Regions from separate parts of the Sus scrofa genome. Here regions 2 and 3 are each linked to region 1. The links are chromatin contacts, called in public promoter capture Hi-C maps. All regions are on one chromosome and are shown on one strand. Each heading gives the region's core, a stretch centred on a gene start, on an enhancer-like site or on the middle of the called end of the contact. The rest is flanking DNA. Distances are from core to core; before and after follow the strand shown.

Region 1 (2,700 bases), core at 112-2,611:
TGTGCCAAGATGGGAACTCCTCTCCCACACATTTCTATACAGCAGAAATACAAAAAGAAGGAAGACTAAACTGACTATATACAACGCTAGCTCACTGTAAAAAGAGAGATAAGATACATCTACACATGAATGGTCATGATAATAAGTTCTATTTGTTAAAGGCACAGCCTGAGCATTCTTGATCAATTCAGATGAAAAACAAAGTTTTCCCTTGAACTGAGCAGGCTATTAAGGATTCAAGTGTTTTGCATCAAGTACTTTAACCTACAAGTCTATTAGTACCTGGCAAGTTAGTAACTCGTAGAGTGCCCCATACAAAGATCAGTATGTGCTAATTCCCTTTTCATCTTGGACCTATGGTGCCCAAGGATACATGCAGGGTGTGAAAATAATCGCTAATATTTATTGAGGGTTTATTCTGTGCCAATCTGGTATTTTACATAATCTTATTTCACAACCTGGTGAAGCGGTGTTATCACAAAGGAAAGCTCAAATCGAGGTAAGGCCTGCTGGATTCCAAAGTCCTTAGATACTGCCTTTGAGGGTCAACCGTCCAGTAATTGAGAACATACTCTAAAATACTCTGCTACAATTATAAACCATTAGCTCCTTCTTTATGCTTAACAGGTGAGGTCATTTTGAGAGGCAGGTTATTCATTATTAGGAGACAGATAATCTGGTTTGGGTCTCCTCAGCCAGTTAACAACTGAACCTCCCTGATCCTTTCTCTTTGCTTAAAACCGGGACAATCCCAGCCTCAAAGGGTTGACTTTACGACTTAATAAAACTGGTTGTATAAACGGCTGACGAGTAGGCTTTCTAGAAATGTTAGTCTTTTCACGCATAAGGGGCTTGGGACTGCATAATTTGAGCCCACGTTTCGTAGGACGTAAGCCTCGGGGCCTTCCCACTCCGGTGGAGGTTCCCTGGGAAGCCAGCTGGGTGCAACGGATATCTCCGCGAGCCGTTGGTGTTTTCCCGCGCAGGGGGGCGGGGCAGAGCGCCGGCTCGGGAAGGTGGTAGCCGAACCCCACCTCCCACGGCGACTACATCTCCCAGCAGGAATCATGCTCAGCTGCCTAGCAGGGGCCGCTCACTAGCATTAGTCTCAGATGCCTGCCCTGTCCGCTTTCCGTCTCGGCCTTCCCTCGGTCCGAAGTCACAGCCGCACCATCCATGAAGCCACGAGGGAAAGGATGTGGTGGTAGATGGCTTTGCTGTGCAGCAAGTTGAGAATCGTAGTGCCCTGGCGCAACGCTTGGCAGGCTAGGGTCTTCTTGAGTGGTTGGACCACTTCACGTGATGAGAGGAAGGCGGCCGCAAGGCAGCGACCTGTGGTGCCTTGTGAGGTCATCACAGCGCGACAACGAGCTGCACTTGTGGGCTTCCTGGAGGCGGGAGCTAGCACGTCCCTAACAACTCCGAGTACGAGAAACTGCGTAAACTCGCCCTTGTTGGCTCCATCTGCGTGCCTCCCCCTGCCTCAACCATGCTGGCCCAGTCTGGAGGGCATGACGGGGGGTTGGTTAGTGAGAGCGACGCGCTCTGTGGGCGGGTTGATGACGAGCCGCGGGCGAGCGACTTGTAGTGGCTCCTCCTTCGCCCATGACGTAGAGGTCACGTGACGGGCCGAGCAGCCTCTGCCGCCGCCGCCGCTTTGTAAGAGGCACATTGGCAGGTAACGAGCGGCGGCGGCGGCGGCGGCAGCGGCAGCGGCAAGCGGCAGCGGCAGCGGCAGCAGCAGCAGCGGGTCCCGAGTCCAGCGAGAGCAGCAGCGGTAATTGGCACCTTCTCTCACCTTCCCCGGTCCAGGTCCCTGAGCTCTGCAGCTTGCGCCCGGTAGTCCTGGCTTCTGTTCTTCTTTTCTCCAACCTTCTTCATAGTGCCCCAGCGCCCACCCGTGAAAGCGGGCCGAGCTTCCCTCGCTGGTTTCACGCGTCCTCAGTTTGCCCAGGCCTGGTGCAGTCCTTCCTCTCTCCCGCGGGTTGTCCGGGGCTCCTTCCTGCCTACCCCAACGCTTGTCGTCCCGGCCCCACCCAGCCCCAGGGGGCGCCTTCCCCTCCCCCCGGTCGGGTTTCTGCCCTGGAGGGTGTGGTTTTCTCTCCCACCGTTGTCCCTCCCTTGCCTGTCCGCTGGAGCTCCCGCGCCACGCTGTCGCCGACCGACCACTTTTCCGTTTTCATGCCTGTCGCTAGACCTGGGACTAGATATTTCAGAGCCTTACTTCTGCGCTCTCTCGCCTTTCCCGGCTACCCAGAGGCTAGTGCAGTTCCACTTCTCCTCTTCATTCGGGAAGGTTTTGGTGTCAGACACTTAGGACTCAGTTTTCCTCCACGTTCCCAGTTCCTGTAGTCTGGCCGTGTCACAGTTGTTCTTTAGTGTAGGTTTGCAAGAGCTTTGTAAACTAAAGCACTCTTAGAATACTATTCAAAATGTTACTCTTCCATTGGTGCATTGCATCTCAGTTTTCTTTGCCGCTGAATCACTTTTCACTTGGCTTTCCACTTTTCCCCCAGGGTTTTCAGTCTAATTAGTTGTCCTCGCACCTCACGTGCCACCACTGTTCTCACCACTCTGGTCTCATCCTTGTTCTCTCTGGGAGTTGATTGCGTGATTCCATCATCATTCCTGTTATTTCCTGTTTGACATAATCCGGTAGTTTACTTCCACCTCTGTTGGATATTGTTTCTACTTGTATCC
Region 2 (2,700 bases), core at 192-2,691, 270 kb after region 1:
TGCCATTTGTGACAACATGATGAACATTGAGGGCATCATGCTAAGTGAAAGAAGTCAGAGAGAGACAAATACAAGTATTGTAGTATTGCATATGTGGAATTCAGAAAAACTAAACCCAGGGTTTCCATTGTGGCTCAGCAGGTTAAGAACTGGTCTGTGAGGTCCATCTCTGGCCTCGCTGGTTGAATTAAAGATCCAGCATTGCTGCAAGCTGTGGCCTAAACTGAAAATGCAGCTCAGATCCCAGGTTGCTGTGGCCGTGGTCTATGCTGGTGGCTGTGGCTCCCATTCGACCTCTAGCCTGGGAACTTCCATATGCCACAGGTGTGGCCATAAATAACCAAAAAAGCTAAACCCATAAAAAGAGAAATTGGATTGGTAGTTGCCAGGGCCTGGAAGGTGGAAGAAATGAGATGTTGGTTAAAGGGTACAAACTTCCAGTAAATGAGGACAAACTTCTAAGTATCTAATGTACAGCATGGCTCTGCAAAATAGTAAAACATAAGTACACAAAGACAAAGCAAATTTGGCATTTATTAATACTAGGTTATGATGGGTAGGTGAAGAGTATATGGATGGTCATCATATTCAGCAAATTTGGAAAATGTAATAGAGAAAAGCTATTACAATAAACCAGGCACAAGACGTGCGAACTGGACTAAACTTGGCAGTAAAAACAGAGGAGTTCCCTTGTGGTTCAGCGGGTTAAACATCCGGCGTTTTCACTATAGCAACTGGGAGTAACTGCTATGGCAGGGATTCCATCCCTGGCCTGGGAACTTGCACATACTTCTGGTACGGCCAGAATAAATTTCTTTAAAAAACAAAGAGACAAGAGTGAGTAAATTCAAGGTATATTTTAGCGGTAGAACAGATAAGACTGGTTAACTGGGAGTTCCCGTCCTGGCTCAGTGGTTAACGAATCCGACTAGGAACTATGAGGTTAAGGGTTCCATCCCTGGCCTCGCTTAGTGGGTTAAAAATCCGGTGTTGCCGTGAGTTGCGGTGTAGGTCGCAGATGCGGCTCGGATCCCGCGTTGCTGTGGCTCTGGCATAGGCCGGAGGCTACAGCTCCGATTAGATCCCTAGCCTGGGAAGCGGCCCTAGAAAAGGCAAAAAGACAAAAAAAAAAAAAAAAAAAAAAAAAAAAAAAGGTTAAATGGTAAATGAAAAAAGAAGAGGAATCACCGGGGTAAATAAACAAACGCTCACCACAGAAACTCAAACCAGCCCCGCCCTTACCCTTTAGACCCAAGTGCAGGAAGTGAGGGAAAGGAAGCTGCGCCAAGCGTCAGGCAGGCTTCCGGTCTGGCGTCGCAAAGAAGCCGGAAATCGGAGAACCCTGTTTGGCCCCTCCCCCATAGTGGGCGGTCTTGGAGAGTGACAGAGCCCAATGGCGAGCGAGTCGATGGGCACTCACCCAATGGCTCTGGAGCTGGGCGGAGTCCTGCGCCACGAGGCTTGCTGACAATCGTGCCAGCATTTCTGCCCGTGCTTGGGCATTTCTGCCAACGTGGGAAGAAGTTGTAGAGCAAGCGGAATTTAAACCCAAAGTGCCAGCAGGATACCAGAAGGATGGGGCCCGCACCTGCGGGAGCGCAGCATCGCGGAACTGCTGAGGAGCCGGAGGTGGGAGAACCATCTGGGAGGAAGGAATGCAACATGGGGAGGGGGGAACGGCAGAGCCTGATAGCTCGCCAACAAGGGGCACTAGGGCGGTACCTTCTGGAGGAGCCCCATTCCCCCAATGTTTCCAGCCCGGGGTACCGAGACAGGGCTTGGTAAGGGAGATGGATAGAAGCACTAAAGCCTATTGAGCTTCTCTCTTCCCTAGCTCTACACCTTGAAATTGAAGTGGCCCCAGCCCCCACCCCACCACACCCCACTCCACTCCACTCCGCAGCTTGGATCATTTCCCTGACCAGGTCCTCCTTGATGCTGGGTGGGATCTAGTTCTGGGCTCCCCACATGGTGGCGCTCCTAGAGCGCTCCAGTAAGGCTCTTCCGGGTGTGGGAACCTGGAGGGGGGCGGGGCCCGCTGTAGGGGAGAAGGTTTAGGATCCCTCAGATCAGGGTTTGAAGCCTTCTCACAGTATAGGCATACCAACTGTGGAAGCTCTCGGGGCTTCGTTCTAGCGTTTTCAGTTAGGATTGTTGTGAGAATTGGATGATTTACTGTATATCCTTCAAAACCAGTAGGCTCTTTCCATTACTGAGCACTTAATGTATCCTGAAGTCTGTTGTTGTCAGGGCTTGCATGCTGTCGTGGTGTGTGTGTGTGTGACCTGGCAGGGTTTAGATAGAGTAAGAGTGGAGATGGCATTTGCAAAGTCCTAGGACTAACCCAGCAGCAGAAGCAGCTCCTTATACTTGAAAGCACAGGAGCTTAGGCATTGCATTGGGCAGGGTACAGCCAGCTACCACTCCTATCAGCTCCAAGCAGAGCTCCATGCTTGTGCTGTCAAGTATACGGGGAACCCTCAACTCAAGGAGTTTTTGGTCTAGAGCTCAGTAAACTTCTTCTCCTTCCTCTTCTGCCACAATGTGATATGGGATCTCAGTTCCCAGACCAGGGATTGAACCAGGCCACAGTGGTGAAAGTGCTAAGTCCTGACCACTAGATGACCAGGGAACTCCCCAAGAGCTCAGTCATATTCTTTTTTTTTTTTAAGGGCTGCACCCGTAGCATATGGAGCTTCC
Region 3 (2,700 bases), core at 159-2,658, 450 kb after region 1:
TGTAGAAATGGGCCAGAAGTGAGTCTAAGGTTAGGAAGACTAATGAATCCAATTTAGAGGATCTAGGAAAAAAATGGGTGGGAGAATAACAAAACACCAGCCTAAAAAGGAACCCCCTCCAAGATGACTTAATACCTGTATCAGGACAGGGGTACATAGATGCAGTGTGTTATCCAACTTTTTTGACCAAGACCCATAGTAATAAATACATTTTACCTGCCACCAAGTACACAAATACATATATACTCTTTTTGGTGCCCCAACAGCTGGTAGGTAGCAGAACTAAGTCTTAAATTAATGACTGTTCACAAACCTCGTGTTGCAAATTGCTGCCCCCTTTCTCAGAAACAGTGGGTCAGGAAATCAAATCACATAGTGGATTGTGACAAGTATTTTTTTCAAACGAAATATGTATTAGAGTGCATTAGAGATAGTAAGGAAAACTATTGCTTCCTGAAACTTTCGGTTCGCTTTCATATTTAGTTCTGTGTGCACTGAGGTCAAGATGGAAAACGCTCCTTTTCGGTCACTGTCCAAAGAGTTTGGAAAACAAAGATCTAACGTACCTTGAAGGAAGTGGAAATGGGTGTTACATTAACAGCCGTTATATTAATAACAAATTCGGCTGCCTGCACACACAGAGACAATTCCAGTAGAGGAAGTAACAGGTTACAGTATCGGCGGGAACCTTCGCAACAGTTGATTTATTTACTCCTAACTCAAAGATGAGGAAAACACCCAGTCACACTGTGAGCTGCGGCAGGGTGAGAATGGAAACCACAGGTCTTTCGCTCGCGCTCGCAGTGCTGCCCCAGGACACACGAGTACTCCTGAAGTACAGCGCGCAAACCTGCCTCGCGTCAAGAGCCCGCCACCGTCAAGGGCGGTGACCCGACTGACGCCCGCCTGTCGGATATCCGTGCGGCCGCTGCCCCAGGAAGGCCGAGATGAGCCCTGAAGAGAGCGGGATACCCACATCAACGCCCTGGGACAACCCCGCTCTCTGAGGAAAACCAGCTGCCGAGCTTCTCCACACGGTGGAAGATGGTTAAGAGATCTGTATGCAAGACGCGCGTGGCTTGGCCCTTCCGAGCCACTATCCCAACCCTAGGACGCGCCACTCTCGCGATACGAATGGCCAGTGCCTTAGGACTCGTCACTGACCCAATTTCCGCTACTCGCGAAGGGCCCAGTCCCGTGAGGGCCAGGACAGTACCTGAGACAGGAGGCGCCTCCGCCATCCCGTGCCGCAACACCTGAGGCGAGCCCTGCAGCCCAGCAAGCGCTGTCACCCGGTCACGTGCCCTGGACTTCCGGCGCCGGGAGAATATTCGCATCCGCGCGCCCGGTGGACGGCCACAGAGCTTGCGCGGCCTGTGGAGACTGTGTGGTGCGTCATGACGTCAGATAGACGCACCAGGCGTAAGGCTGAAGGAAGAAACTAGTGGCTGTGGGTGACTAGGTCCCGGGAGGGTAGGCGTGCTGGGGCTTGCGTAATCTATCGTTTTCCTTTTGAGATTCGCTGTGCTCTCCTGCTACCGTGCGCTTTTATTCCGCCACCCAACCGGCTTCACCTGGTTTTCCGGAGTCAGCTCAGACATCACCGCCTTACTAGAGTAATTCTGACTTAGGGTTAAAATAAAAACAAGTAGTGGAAAGGCAGCCTGGAATCTAACTTGCTCTGAAAGTTGTGTAACAAATTGAGGGAAAAATTAATTCTACAGGAATTATTATGAAAGTGGGATAACTAGTTTTTGTTCTTTAAGTGTTGTAAATTTAAATTCCATGAACTCAGGATAGAAGGTCGCTAGACTAATAAAATATTGGTTAAATGATAAAATTTTAAAAAGCAGCCTGGGAAAAAATAATCTGCAAAAAGACGATAAAAAGATGATACACATATCGGCTCTTACAAATCAGTTTAGAAAACGAAAGGTCGTTTATTAGATATGACAAAGGGCTTGAGCGGGCACGGTGACAAATATAGATTGACACTGAACGTTAGGGGAAAGGTTTGGAGACACTGATAATTTTTAAAGTACAAACTGTTAGGTGAATGTGTGGAGTTCTTTTGTTTGTGTGTTTTGCTGTTGCATTACCAAGAAGAACACAAGATTTAAGTGTGAAGCATCTGCATTTGTAAAGTAATTCAGTGGTGCAGGTTTCCCCAAAAACACAAGTCTTCATTAACTTCCGTTATAATGCATATTTTGTCTTTTTAAGTGCTGGAGGAGGTTAATGGTGAAAAAGAAATATGCTTCCTGCCCTCATGAAGTGAACTGTCTAGGGGGGAAAAGTTAAAACTGAGTAATTTATATTTACAAATGAATAATTTGCATTGTGAAAGAAATAAACAGTGATATAGACTTTATAGGATCTGCTCCAGAAAATGTGGCCAGCTTTCTTTGAATTGGACAGATGAGATGGGTAAGCTACGTGAAGAGTTAGAGATAATAGTATGTGCAAATGTTAAGGAAGAAGGAAATAGCTTAAGTTCAAGTTATGGAAATATTTGCTGGTGAACAGTGAGTCAGGAGCTTGGCACAGTATGAAATTGGAGAAGTAGGTAAAGAAGATCACGTGCATCACCTGCAGGATGTGATAATAGATCTTATTCCAAGAGCATTAAGAAGTTAGTAAAAGGGAGTTCCCGTCGTGGCGCAGTGGTTAACGAATCCGACTAGGAACCATGAGGTTGTG

Evidence for each region. Promoter capture Hi-C pulls out the DNA fragments that hold promoters and counts their contacts.
Region 2: a promoter capture Hi-C map of fetal liver shows a contact between it and region 1, with 2.2 times the contacts expected there. The contact joins the promoter of NOL6 here to the promoter of UBAP2 in region 1. A contact is called at or near these places in 3 of 5 promoter capture datasets (fetal liver, fetal skeletal muscle and liver), 4 of 47 Hi-C or Micro-C datasets (alveolar macrophages, liver, omental adipose tissue and 1 more) and 2 of 2 datasets of contacts at active chromatin or transcription factors (alveolar macrophages and skeletal muscle).
Region 3: a contact with region 1 is called in a promoter capture Hi-C map of liver, with 4 times the contacts expected there. The contact joins the promoter of NFX1 here to the promoter of UBAP2 in region 1. A contact is called at or near these places in 1 of 5 promoter capture datasets (liver) and 1 of 2 datasets of contacts at active chromatin or transcription factors (alveolar macrophages).

Annotation. Positions count from the first base shown.
Region 1 is chr10:32,754,346-32,757,045 of Sscrofa11.1, forward strand. It overlaps UBAP2 (ubiquitin-associated protein 2), which reads left to right and starts at 1,362. Exons shown (of 28, transcript XM_021064693.1): 1 at 1,362-1,777.
Region 2 is chr10:33,020,594-33,023,293 of Sscrofa11.1, forward strand. It overlaps NOL6 (nucleolar protein 6), which reads left to right and starts at 1,442. Exons shown (of 26, transcript XM_003130678.4): 1 at 1,442-1,629. The coding sequence starts at 1,576.
Region 3 is chr10:33,199,411-33,202,110 of Sscrofa11.1, forward strand. It overlaps NFX1 (transcriptional repressor NF-X1), which reads right to left and starts at 1,409. Exons shown (of 25, transcript XM_021064702.1): 1 at 1,217-1,409. The coding sequence starts at 1,337.